2 separate regions of the Macaca mulatta genome follow, and region 1 is linked to region 2. A link is a contact called in public Hi-C data. All regions are on one chromosome and are shown on one strand. Each heading gives the region's core, a stretch centred on a gene start, on an enhancer-like site or on the middle of the called end of the contact. The rest is flanking DNA. Distances are from core to core; before and after follow the strand shown. Region 1 holds the start of DNAJB5 (DnaJ heat shock protein family (Hsp40) member B5). Region 2 holds the start of STOML2 (stomatin like 2).

Region 1 (4,871 bases), core at 2,072-4,571, 110 kb before region 2:
TCTAGTATCCCATTATTCTAGTCTTGGTTTCCTGTAAAGCCCCCGCTTCTGCTCCCACACACACACTAGTACTACCACATACATATCATAGGTACAACTGGGGGAGAGAAGTGGTCCAAGGGCCAGTTCTGTCACTGCAGAGAGCTGGCAGTTGTGAGGGTAGTCTTCCTTCCCCACAGGATTCTCTGTTTCTACTGGCAACAGGGCCTGGCAGCCTCCCACACCCAGATCTTAGCAACCATGGGAACCCCTGGCAACCGCTACCATGGTGACAAGACAGGGAACTGAAAACAGGCTGGGGGCACTTCCTCTGCAGCCTTTGGGATGTGAGCAGGATAGGGGCTCCCTTCCCTATACAGTCTGGGAGGGAACATGTGCCTCTGTCTAAAACACCTCCTCACTGGCACCCACCCCCACCCCTGCCCACGGGTTCCGGTTCCCTCAGGGTGAGGAAATGAGGGACACCTAGGGTTATGACGTCTCCAAGGGGAGGGAGGGTGAGTGGGGGCGTTTGGCACTGGCATGATCGCAGATGCGTGCATACGCTGGCAGACATGGTGTCAATGTGTCAGCGGCCACATACCTCATCCACTCTTTGTCATGTAGACACATGCCCGCACAGTCATTTACTCACACATGTACACTGACTCAAAATCATATACCTACAACATATAACAGAATCAGGCACACCACCACACAAAAATAACTGCACAGATCCACTCACAAATCACATTACCAGTATCACACTATAAATAACTCCCAATCAGACTCACAGATTTACAGATGCACTCACACTCCCAGCATCTGTGAACATGTAGAGTAATGGTTAACTTGGTTGAGTTAACCAAGTTAACCATTGGTTGGGTATAAACTACATGCCCAGCTCAGAACTAAGTGCACTACCTGTGTTACCTTAATTAACCCTCTCAACAACCCCCTGAGGCACCAATCCCCATTTACAAAGGAGATGAGGTGCCAGTGTGGTGTGTAAGCTCACAAGGTGCATAGACTCCAGACCACACTGCCACGGTCCATGCCACACTGAGCACCACACACACTTGACACCCAGGACAATGGGACTGAAGGCAGGAACTGCGGACTAGGCAAACAGTGGAGTCCGTGCCACCAACACCTAAAGGCACAGTCCCGCACCCTCAAAGGTCCGAGCCTACACTTTAGAATTAGCAGGGGCCAGGTAAAGGCTGGTGACTAAACTCTCTGCCTCCGTGTTGGCACAGGGAAGGTTGGGGGAGGCAAAAGAGACAGAACTGGAATAGGAAGAAGGAGAGCCACCCACAGCCTGGGCCCCACAAGTCTGGAGGTGGGAGAGAGAGAGCCCCCAGATCTGAGGAGCCAGCAGCGGTGCAGGGCCCCTCACCCCACCTCACCCATCTCTGTGTCACACTAGTCCATCCCTCCTCCCTACCCTCCCCCTTCCTCACTCCTCCTCACCCCATCTCTGTGCCTCATCCTTTCGTTGCTCACCCTTCCTCATCCCCCACCCTGACTCCCCGCCCCTCCCCAGCCTTTCTTTCCTCTGCCCTCCTTACTCCCACCCTATCTTTCATCTGCCCCATGCCCCTGCCCTCCTCATCCCCCTCACCCCATCTCCCCATCCTCTCACCACTCCCTCTCCCTACCTACCCTCCCTCAACCCCATTTCCCCAAATTCCTCATGCTCCTCATTCCCCCACATTCATCACCCATCTCTGCTCCCCTCCTGGCCCCCAACCCCACTTCCTCTCCATCCTCCTCTCACCCCAAGTCTCTTTCTTCCTTCACACCTCATGCCCCTTTACCCTTGGGAGCCCCATAGTGACTCCTGGCACGAAGGCAGGTAGTGAAGAATCTGCAGAACTGACCCCAGGACCCTGGCCCCCTCCCTGCTCTGCTCTTGGCCCAGGTACTCAAGCCGCAGTTTCTAGCAAGACCTCATGGGTGTCCAAACTCTGTCTCTGGAAAATAGGAAAGAAAGAAGTAAAGGAGAGCTTCTGGCCTGACCCTTCCTTTATCGTCAGTCCCCCAGCACTCTTCCCCGACTTCACCCCCAAATTACTCCCTCCCCACCCCCGCTCCCTCGAGCACAGATGGGCCTGGGAGACAGTGACGTGGGCGCCAGGCACCGTGTCTGCTCGAGTGGCGGCTTCCGCCGGCGACCGCCTCCGCAGCCCCGCCTGCTCCCTGCATCGGGGACACTGGGGCTGAGATCTAATGACTTAATGGGGGGTGGGGGAGACTAGAGATTCTGAGGGTAAGGAAGGGGATCTTGGGGAGTGAGATGAAAGATTAAAGGGGAGATCTAGGATAGGAGATCGGAGGTGTAAAGAAAGAACCAAGAATAGGATAAAACGGATCACTGCGGGAAGGAAGACAGGAGATCATTGAGGGCCAAGAAGGAAAGGGCTAAAACACAGGCACTCCAGGGGGAAGCAGGATGAGAGACTGATTAGAAAGGGGACTGAAATGGGCACCGCGGGGTCGCTGAGGAGGGGCGCGAGGATGAGGGGCTGTACAGAGGGTGGGCGGGGGAGACTCCTGGAGGCGCCGGCCTGGGCAGAGCCATCCGTTTCCCTCAGGGAAGAGGTCCGGAGGGCTCTGAAACCCGGCATCCGTGAGGTCTGTTAGAGATTCCGTTAGGTCACGTCAGGCCACCGCGGGGTCAGGGTAAGGTAAAGCTAAATGAGGTCAGCTCGAGGTGGCTACACCGTTGGCTGAAAGGCGAGTAAGAAGCGCTGACCTTTTGGCCCCGGTCCAGGGACTACACCTCCCAGAGTGCACTGTTCTCTCCCCCTTGCCCCCAATGAAGAAAGAAAAGAATGCACGGCCGCACGGCCAACTGGTGGGTACAGTTTTCCTTTAAGGCTGCCTTTGACGTCGCAAGGGTTCCAGAAGGTTCTCCTGGGATTCGAGCAGTGGCCAGTACGTCCCACCTTCTCAACCCGGAGATTGGACTAATATAGTTGCCCCGGGCTCGGGTCTGAGTCTCAGGCACGAGCCAATGAAATCAAAGGCCGAGTGGCGTTGCCGCCCTCTGTCTTTTTCACCAATGGCACGACAAGATGGCAAAGAGGCGTGGTTGAGTGATCCCAGAGGGCGCCAATCAGATCCATACCAATCACTGCCTGGAATGTGTGCGCGTGTGGCCGGGTGACAGGGGCGGAGGATGGGCGGCTATCACCAGGCCGCTTGTTGAAAATTGCCCAATCACAGCAGAGGCTGAACTGAGTGACGGGAAGGCGGTTCAATGGGCGGCGCGGAGGCGGAGCCGTGGGGGCGGGCTCCCGGTCCCGCTGTCGGCGGCCGGCGGGCAGGCGACTCCTGTCCCGGGTGGAGGCGGCGGAGCCGGAGCCGGGGGAGGGGGCAGCGGCTGTCTCACGGACCACGGCGGCGCCCGCAGCTCCTCACCGGTGAGGGCGCCGAGCCAGGACTCGGGGGTCCCGGGAGCGGGGCGTCGCGAAGCCAGGGCTCCTGGTGTTGGGGGGTTGGGACACTGAGGGCCCGTAGGCTCTGCTGCCGTGGGGGTGCGGGGCCCTGGGGTCTGCAGGGTGCTCGGAGTCCTCGACCCGGGCTTGGCTGTTACAGGGGGCAGCCAGCGTCTGAGCCGGGGAGGGGAGGGGAGGGGAGGGGAGGGTCGGGTCGGACCGGACCAGATTGGGTTCTGTGGGACGGAGGCGTCTGTGAGCAGGCCAGCCAGCCAGAGCGGGTGACATCACCGACCACCCTCCCCCGCCCGAGCCCCCTCCCCTCCTCTCCTCGCCGCGCCTTTTGTCCCGGCCGAGCTCCGCTCTGCCCCGCCCATCCGCGAGGGAGGAGACTCCCGTCAGTGACTTCATTGAGTAGGTTCTTGGGGATTGGGGTCGGGTCCTCCCCAGGGAGAGGCGACAGGAGCTCACTGCCTCTCGGGCCCTCACAATCACACCTGTCATAGGTACACACGCTGCCACTCACAAACACACGCTTGCACTCCCAGCCTCACTGACACGCTGCCATACAGCCGCTCACAGCCAGCCAGACACTGCTGCACCTGAGAGCAGGTGGCCACGGGTCCTCTCCCTTCACTCTCCACACCTGGGGATCAGGTCCGGCACCTGCTGCGCCAGACAGGCCTTGCTGGGCACGCGCCTCTGAGAGTCCGAGGAGGTGGCTTCCAGAGCTGCAGCACTTCAGGCCGGCTCCGGTGGAGCGATCAGAGGTGAGGGGCTTGGCTGGGCATGTTTAAGCGCACAGTGCTCTCCTGCCCACCCCCAGCAGCACCCCCACTACAGGCCCGAGGAGCTTTCCGGAGCTTCCCACACTCCTGGGGAGAAGACTTCTTAGCCAGCTTGATGTTTAAAATTCAGCTGGAGCCCTTAAAACTTCGAGCGTGGACGCTGAATGGGTTTGTAAAGTTTCGGTAAGTCCCTCCGGAGAAGGGCACTCATACCCATACCCAGTCAAACCCTCCACACGGCCATCCCTTCCATTGCCTTCCTGCTTCCTCCACCTCATCCTCATCCCCTCCGTGACATACAGGGACCCCTCTCCTGCCTCACCTACATATTTGAATGAATTGCACCCCTTTTCATTCCTCTTATCTCAAACCCTTCAGGTATCCATTTTCCACAGACATTTCCTCCAATATTTCAACTCTCTACATTCCTCCCTTTCAACCCATCATTAACCCATTTTCCACCTCAGCCATTTCCACTTGTCACTCATCCCCCTCCATCAGTACATCATTTTCGGTATCAGCCATCTCCCCTCCCTGTACCTCAACAGTCCCCCTTGCCATTTTCTCCCCATTTTTCCTTCCTGCCTCTACCTTAACATCCTCCTCATTCTTCTCCATCAAAGGCAGTGCCATGCCATGGGGCTCCTTTGTCATTCCAACA
Region 2 (4,915 bases), core at 936-3,435:
CAGCTTTAGCCTTGGCCTTGGCTAGAACTGCACTGGCCTCTCCTGCAAGAGAAGGGACAGAGCTTGCTTGACCCATGAAGTCAAAGTACCCAAAGATTCTGCCCCAGCACCAATCTTCAAAGGCCCATGCCTTGCTCCTCCCTCAGCCTCTACCCTCTCCTGACCTGCTGCCTGATTTATCTGTTCAGCCTTTTCTGCTTCGGAGGCCAGGATCTGGGCCTGTTTCTTCCCCTCTGCCACATTGATGGCCGACTCTCGGGTCCCCTCAGACTCTAGAACTGTGGCCCGTTTCCGCCGCTCTGCCTCCACCTGGAAGCCCGCAACAATCCCAATCAACAAGCCAAGGGAAAGTTATACAGACCTGCAACTCTACCCATCATAACAGGAGGGAAGTCTGGATCCTCCTGGGACTGGAGCACCCTGAGGTCCTTTTCCTACCCCTCCTTGGCTCCCACCTGCATCTGCATAGACTCTTTCACCCGGGGTGGCACATGGATATCCTTGATCTCATAACGGAGGCAGCGGATACCCCAGCAGTCAGCAGCTTGGTTGATAGCATCCACAATGCTGGCATTCAGGGACTCCCGTTCCTGGAAAAAGAGAGGCATAAGCCCCACAGCTTCAACTTACCTATCAAGGGCCTACACTGAGAAGGGCCTGGGACTGATCTTGACCTTCAGAAAAGATTGAGTGTCAGGTTTGTGTCTTCAAACCCTAACTCTGGCTCAGATCTGCTTACCCGGAAGACTTTGTCCAGAGAGAGTTTGCCGAGCTCTGATCTCATGGTTGTTTGAGCTAGCTGGGTGACGGCATACTCAGGGTCCTCCACACCATAGCTTGCCTGAAACGGACACGGATAGTGTAAGAAGCTTGGGCACAAGATTTTAGTGAAGAGGGCAACTGAAAAGGCTAGATAAAGTAGGGGGCAGATACCTTGTAAGGGTCCATGATGCGCAGGTAAAGGACTCCATCAATTTGCAGAGTTACATTGTCTGTAGAACCAGGAGAGAAAAGGAGGAAAGTCAGGCCTCTAGGTCCCAACCAGTTCTCTCTCCTAAGCTGTGGATCTACAGCAACCACATCCTAATAGCCTCAGAGCACCCATGTCACCCTGAACCCCTCACCGAGAGTCACAGCCGACTGCTCAGGCACGTTGATGACAATTTCCTTGAGACTCTGCACATATCGGATCCGGTCTAACACAGGGATGAGGATGTTCAAACCCTGGGAAGAGGAGTCATGGGTCCTCAGAAGGATGGGAACTATTGGGTTGAGACCTAAGCTAGTCCTGGAGTATGTATGGAGTCAACACATGGAACATGCCCAGAAAAGCAGCAGCTGCTACCAAGAAATAAGTCCTCATAAGGCTGAAGTGTCACTGGTAAGAAAACCCAAGAGAATAGGAATGCAAGACTAGGCCCCTGAATGGAAGGGAGAGTCATGAGAATCGGAGCTGGCAGAATAGCCATCTCAATGCAGACTGAGAGGTAGGGCTGAGAGAGTGGGCAGAGGAGATTCCCAAGAATGGGGACTGTGAGATGCATAGGAAAAGGTGGTAACATGGGGATGATGGTCAGCAGCCTCAGCCCTGTCAGGTCTGGCCTACAGAGTCGGGAGCTAACAGTGCGGGCAGGCCCAAAAGAGGTCCTCCCGACACTCCATGTCGTGAGGGATTGGTCATCTGGCTGGCCCAGGATGGGCAGAAGAGGTTCTCACAGGCTCCAGGATCCGGTGGAATCGGCCCATTCGCTCCACCACCCAGGCCTCCTGCTGCGGCACGAACAGTACCACGGTGTTTCGGGGCAATCCAGAGGAGGCGCGGCGCGGAGCGCGACCAGAAGCCTGCAGGGAGCCCTGAAAGAAAGAAGAGGGTGAGCAGAGATCCCATCTGGCCAAACACGCCGCCCCTCGGTCCTGAAGGTATCTCCATAAACCACGACCCTCAGGATCCTCGGAGAGAGAATCACATGGGGACCATGACCTCTGACCCCAGTCCTCTCCGAAAGTTGGAAGTTCGCTCTTTCCCAGCGGAGGACCCAGGTGATCTCTGTCCCGACCCTCTGGATAGGTTGCCTCGCTCTCACCCTCAGCAAAAGGGCCCCAGTGCCCCGCGCCGCGCGCGCCAGCATTTCCCACCGCCGCAGCGACCTCCGGAACCAACGAGACGAGCGGAGCGGTAGCTCCCAGAAGCCTACCCGAGCCTTTCCTCTTGCAGTTCCGCTCCCCCGAATGTACTTCCGGCCGTTCCCTACTCCCTTCAACACTCACCCAATCAGCGTTACTTGGTCGAACGGCGCATCAAGTTGTTCCCTGGGAAACGCAGACCTTCAAGAGAAGGCCGAAGGCTGCCGTTGTTCTGGGTTTAGCTGTTCGCGACCAAGATCCCCGGCCTGATGGCCAAATTATTTTTCGCGTGCATATCACTCAGACACCACGCACTGAATTCTTCACCCTCACCCGAGACTCAGTTTGCCCACCAGAGCGTAGAATCGCGCCCATCCGTCACCATAGCGACGAGTGGATTGAGCTGACTCGTTGCCATGGTTGCCATAGTGACATTCTATAGTAGTCCCGCGGTGTTGTGCCCAGGACTCCCACTGGGGACTGACCCCAATCCCGTTGCCATGGAAACTGGGCCTAACATTGCCTGGCGATTGGGACGAGATTTTCCCCTCCCCTCTTTCCTCAAAGACACTACAGCTCCTTCCCTCTCTTTCCAAGCAAGGTTTGTTATGCCCGGTCTTAAATACCGAGTCCGGCAAACAGCCTCAACGTTCAACCTTGTCTGGAGCACGTCACCTTGCACACATCCCTGATGTTCTGGTAGTCAAGAGACCTCCGTAGTCACCTCCATTTTACATATGAGGGCACTGAAGTTCTGAAGGGCTAAAGTCATTAACAGAACCAGTATCAGAATCCTGATCTACAATTCAGAATTCAGCTTCTAGGACTCAACTTTACCCACCAACCCCTCTGAAAGGAGCAAGACCAGGCCCCAGGAATCAGCAGGGACTAGCCTAAGACCTCATGGGCCCAGGCCTGTTGCCTCCTCTCTGGTAGAAAGGGCTGAGTCCCAGCTCCAGGAAGGCCCTCTATCCCCCTTCGCACCCTCTCCCCAACAACAACAACAACAAAAGTAGAGCTTAGTTCAAGTTTCCAAACAAGAATTTATTCTTTCTTTTTTAATCTTTTTTTTTTCTAAAAAAAAGTACCAGGTACAATTTTTTCCTGTTTCTGATTTGCTTTGTTTTTTCAAGTTTCAGCAAATGCTTGTTCCCCTCAGCCCAGCCTCAGGAGTCAGGACTGAGGCTGGGTCAGAGTCTGGAGTGGGGAATGGGGTAGTTTGGAACCACATGACTGAGTTTGAGGGGTGCCCCTCACCCCAGCTGAGGTAGGTGGGTCAGAGTCTGGCCAGGTGAGTGGAGGCACCCCAGTGCTTGGCCCTGACTCTGCCCCCTGGACACCTTCTTCAGTCAGGACCCCAAAGCAAGGAGACACAGGCAGGAGGAGAGGGACAACTGGAGTCTGGAGCCCTAGGTGAGGGGTGGTTAACCCCTGTGTGTGTGCATACATGTACACTCTCTCACACACACACACCACACAAAGACAAGCTCGTGTACACACACAAACGCCTAACTTGGCTTTCAGAGATAGGTCAGAGGGTAGGGGAAGTGAAGGGACTAGGGGAAGGGCAGGGGAAGCTGAGTCTTTGGCTACTGACTCAGTCCCTCTGGAATAGCCCCTCTTCCCTCAGCTGAGGGAGAGCAGTTCTCCTCCTACCCCCGGCGTAAGCCTCTTCAACTCTTGAGGTTGGAGCAATATCTGAGAGTGGGAAGGGGGGGGAGTGATGCCAATTATCAGGTGTGGGAGGTTACCAAGGCAATCCAATTTGAATAAATTATAAATTAAAAATAAATAAAATAATAAGTGGCCCCTGCCCAGGATGGGGAGGCAACGCTGGCATAACTTGCCTGGGAACTTGGGACAACCTCAGGGTAGCTCCGGTTCCTCCCTACCTAAGCTGGCCTGGGAAACCCAAGGGAGGGGACAGGCACATGGAGTACCCGAGTAGGGCAGGGTGTAGTAAGGATCAGAAGCTTTAAACACCCAAATAATCCATTTGGGCAAGAGCATGGTGAGGGCTTTAATTCAAGCCTGAAGGGTCTCTTGCTGTCTCTCCATATATGTTCTCTAAGATGGAGCAGGATGGGCAGGTCGTTAGGCCGCATGGATTCAGAGTGCTGGCAATCAGGGCAAAGGTGAATAACGTGGATTATGAGGGGCCTCGGTCACAGCCTGCAGTTCGTAAGGGAGCCCTGTGTCCAGCTCCAGGCTCCGGCGGGAAAAAAGCAGGCGGATATCTCCATGCAGGCTTAAGCGGCCTGAGCGGGAGCTCCGGAACCTGAGGAGGACAATGTTATCAAATTAAGAATCCAGGCTGGTCGCAGTAGCTCATGCCTGTAATTCCAGTGCTTTGGGAGGTCCAGGTGGGAGGACTGCTTGAGCCCAGGAGTTGGAGACCAGCCTGAGCAACATAGCAAGACTCTGTCTCTAAAAATAAATAAATAAATAAATAAATAAATATATATATACACACACACATACACACATACATAAAAATTTAAAAATAAACCAAGCAAGAATCCAAACAGTATCGAAGCAAGGAGAGATCCTCTTCAGGGAAGGGATACCTGGGCCTCCCCAGCCGTCCCTGGGCCCTCTCCTCACCTGAGGTGCAGCAAGTAGCAGAGGAGGCGGTGGGTGGGGTTAGCATTTCCCTCCTCACCCACAGGCACCAAAAAGAGGCGATGGCGAAGGAAGGTCATGTGGGCAGCAGGCATGTCCGAGAAGTCAAAGGTCACGAGGAACATCTTTACCACAGTCTGGTTGGGGTTAAATAAGGTCTGGGGACAGG

What was found. A called contact is a pair of places that touch in the nucleus more often than the background predicts.
Region 1: a contact with region 2 is called in a Hi-C map of CD4 T cells, with 3 times the contacts expected there. The contact joins the promoter of DNAJB5 here to the promoter of STOML2 in region 2. A contact is called at or near these places in 2 of 14 Hi-C or Micro-C datasets (CD4 T cells and fetal cortical plate).

Annotation. Positions count from the first base shown.
Region 1 is chr15:64,732,157-64,737,027 of T2T-MMU8v2.0, reverse strand. It overlaps DNAJB5 (DnaJ heat shock protein family (Hsp40) member B5), which reads left to right and starts at 3,321. Exons shown (of 5, transcript XM_077965911.1): 1 at 3,321-3,407; 2 at 4,252-4,393. It overlaps LOC114672767 (a long non-coding RNA gene), which reads right to left. Exons shown (of 5, transcript XR_013404756.1): 4 at 4,802-4,871.
Region 2 is chr15:64,620,734-64,625,648 of T2T-MMU8v2.0, reverse strand. STOML2 (stomatin like 2) reads right to left here and starts at 2,185. Exons shown (of 10, transcript NM_001260882.2): 1 at 2,085-2,185; 2 at 1,717-1,854; 3 at 1,125-1,224; 4 at 934-992; 5 at 740-841; 6 at 456-590; 7 at 165-309; 8 at 1-42. The coding sequence starts at 2,129. It overlaps ATOSB (atos homolog B), which reads right to left. Exons shown (of 9, transcript NM_001193876.2): 8 at 4,729-4,904; 9 at 3,138-4,402. The coding sequence ends at 4,249.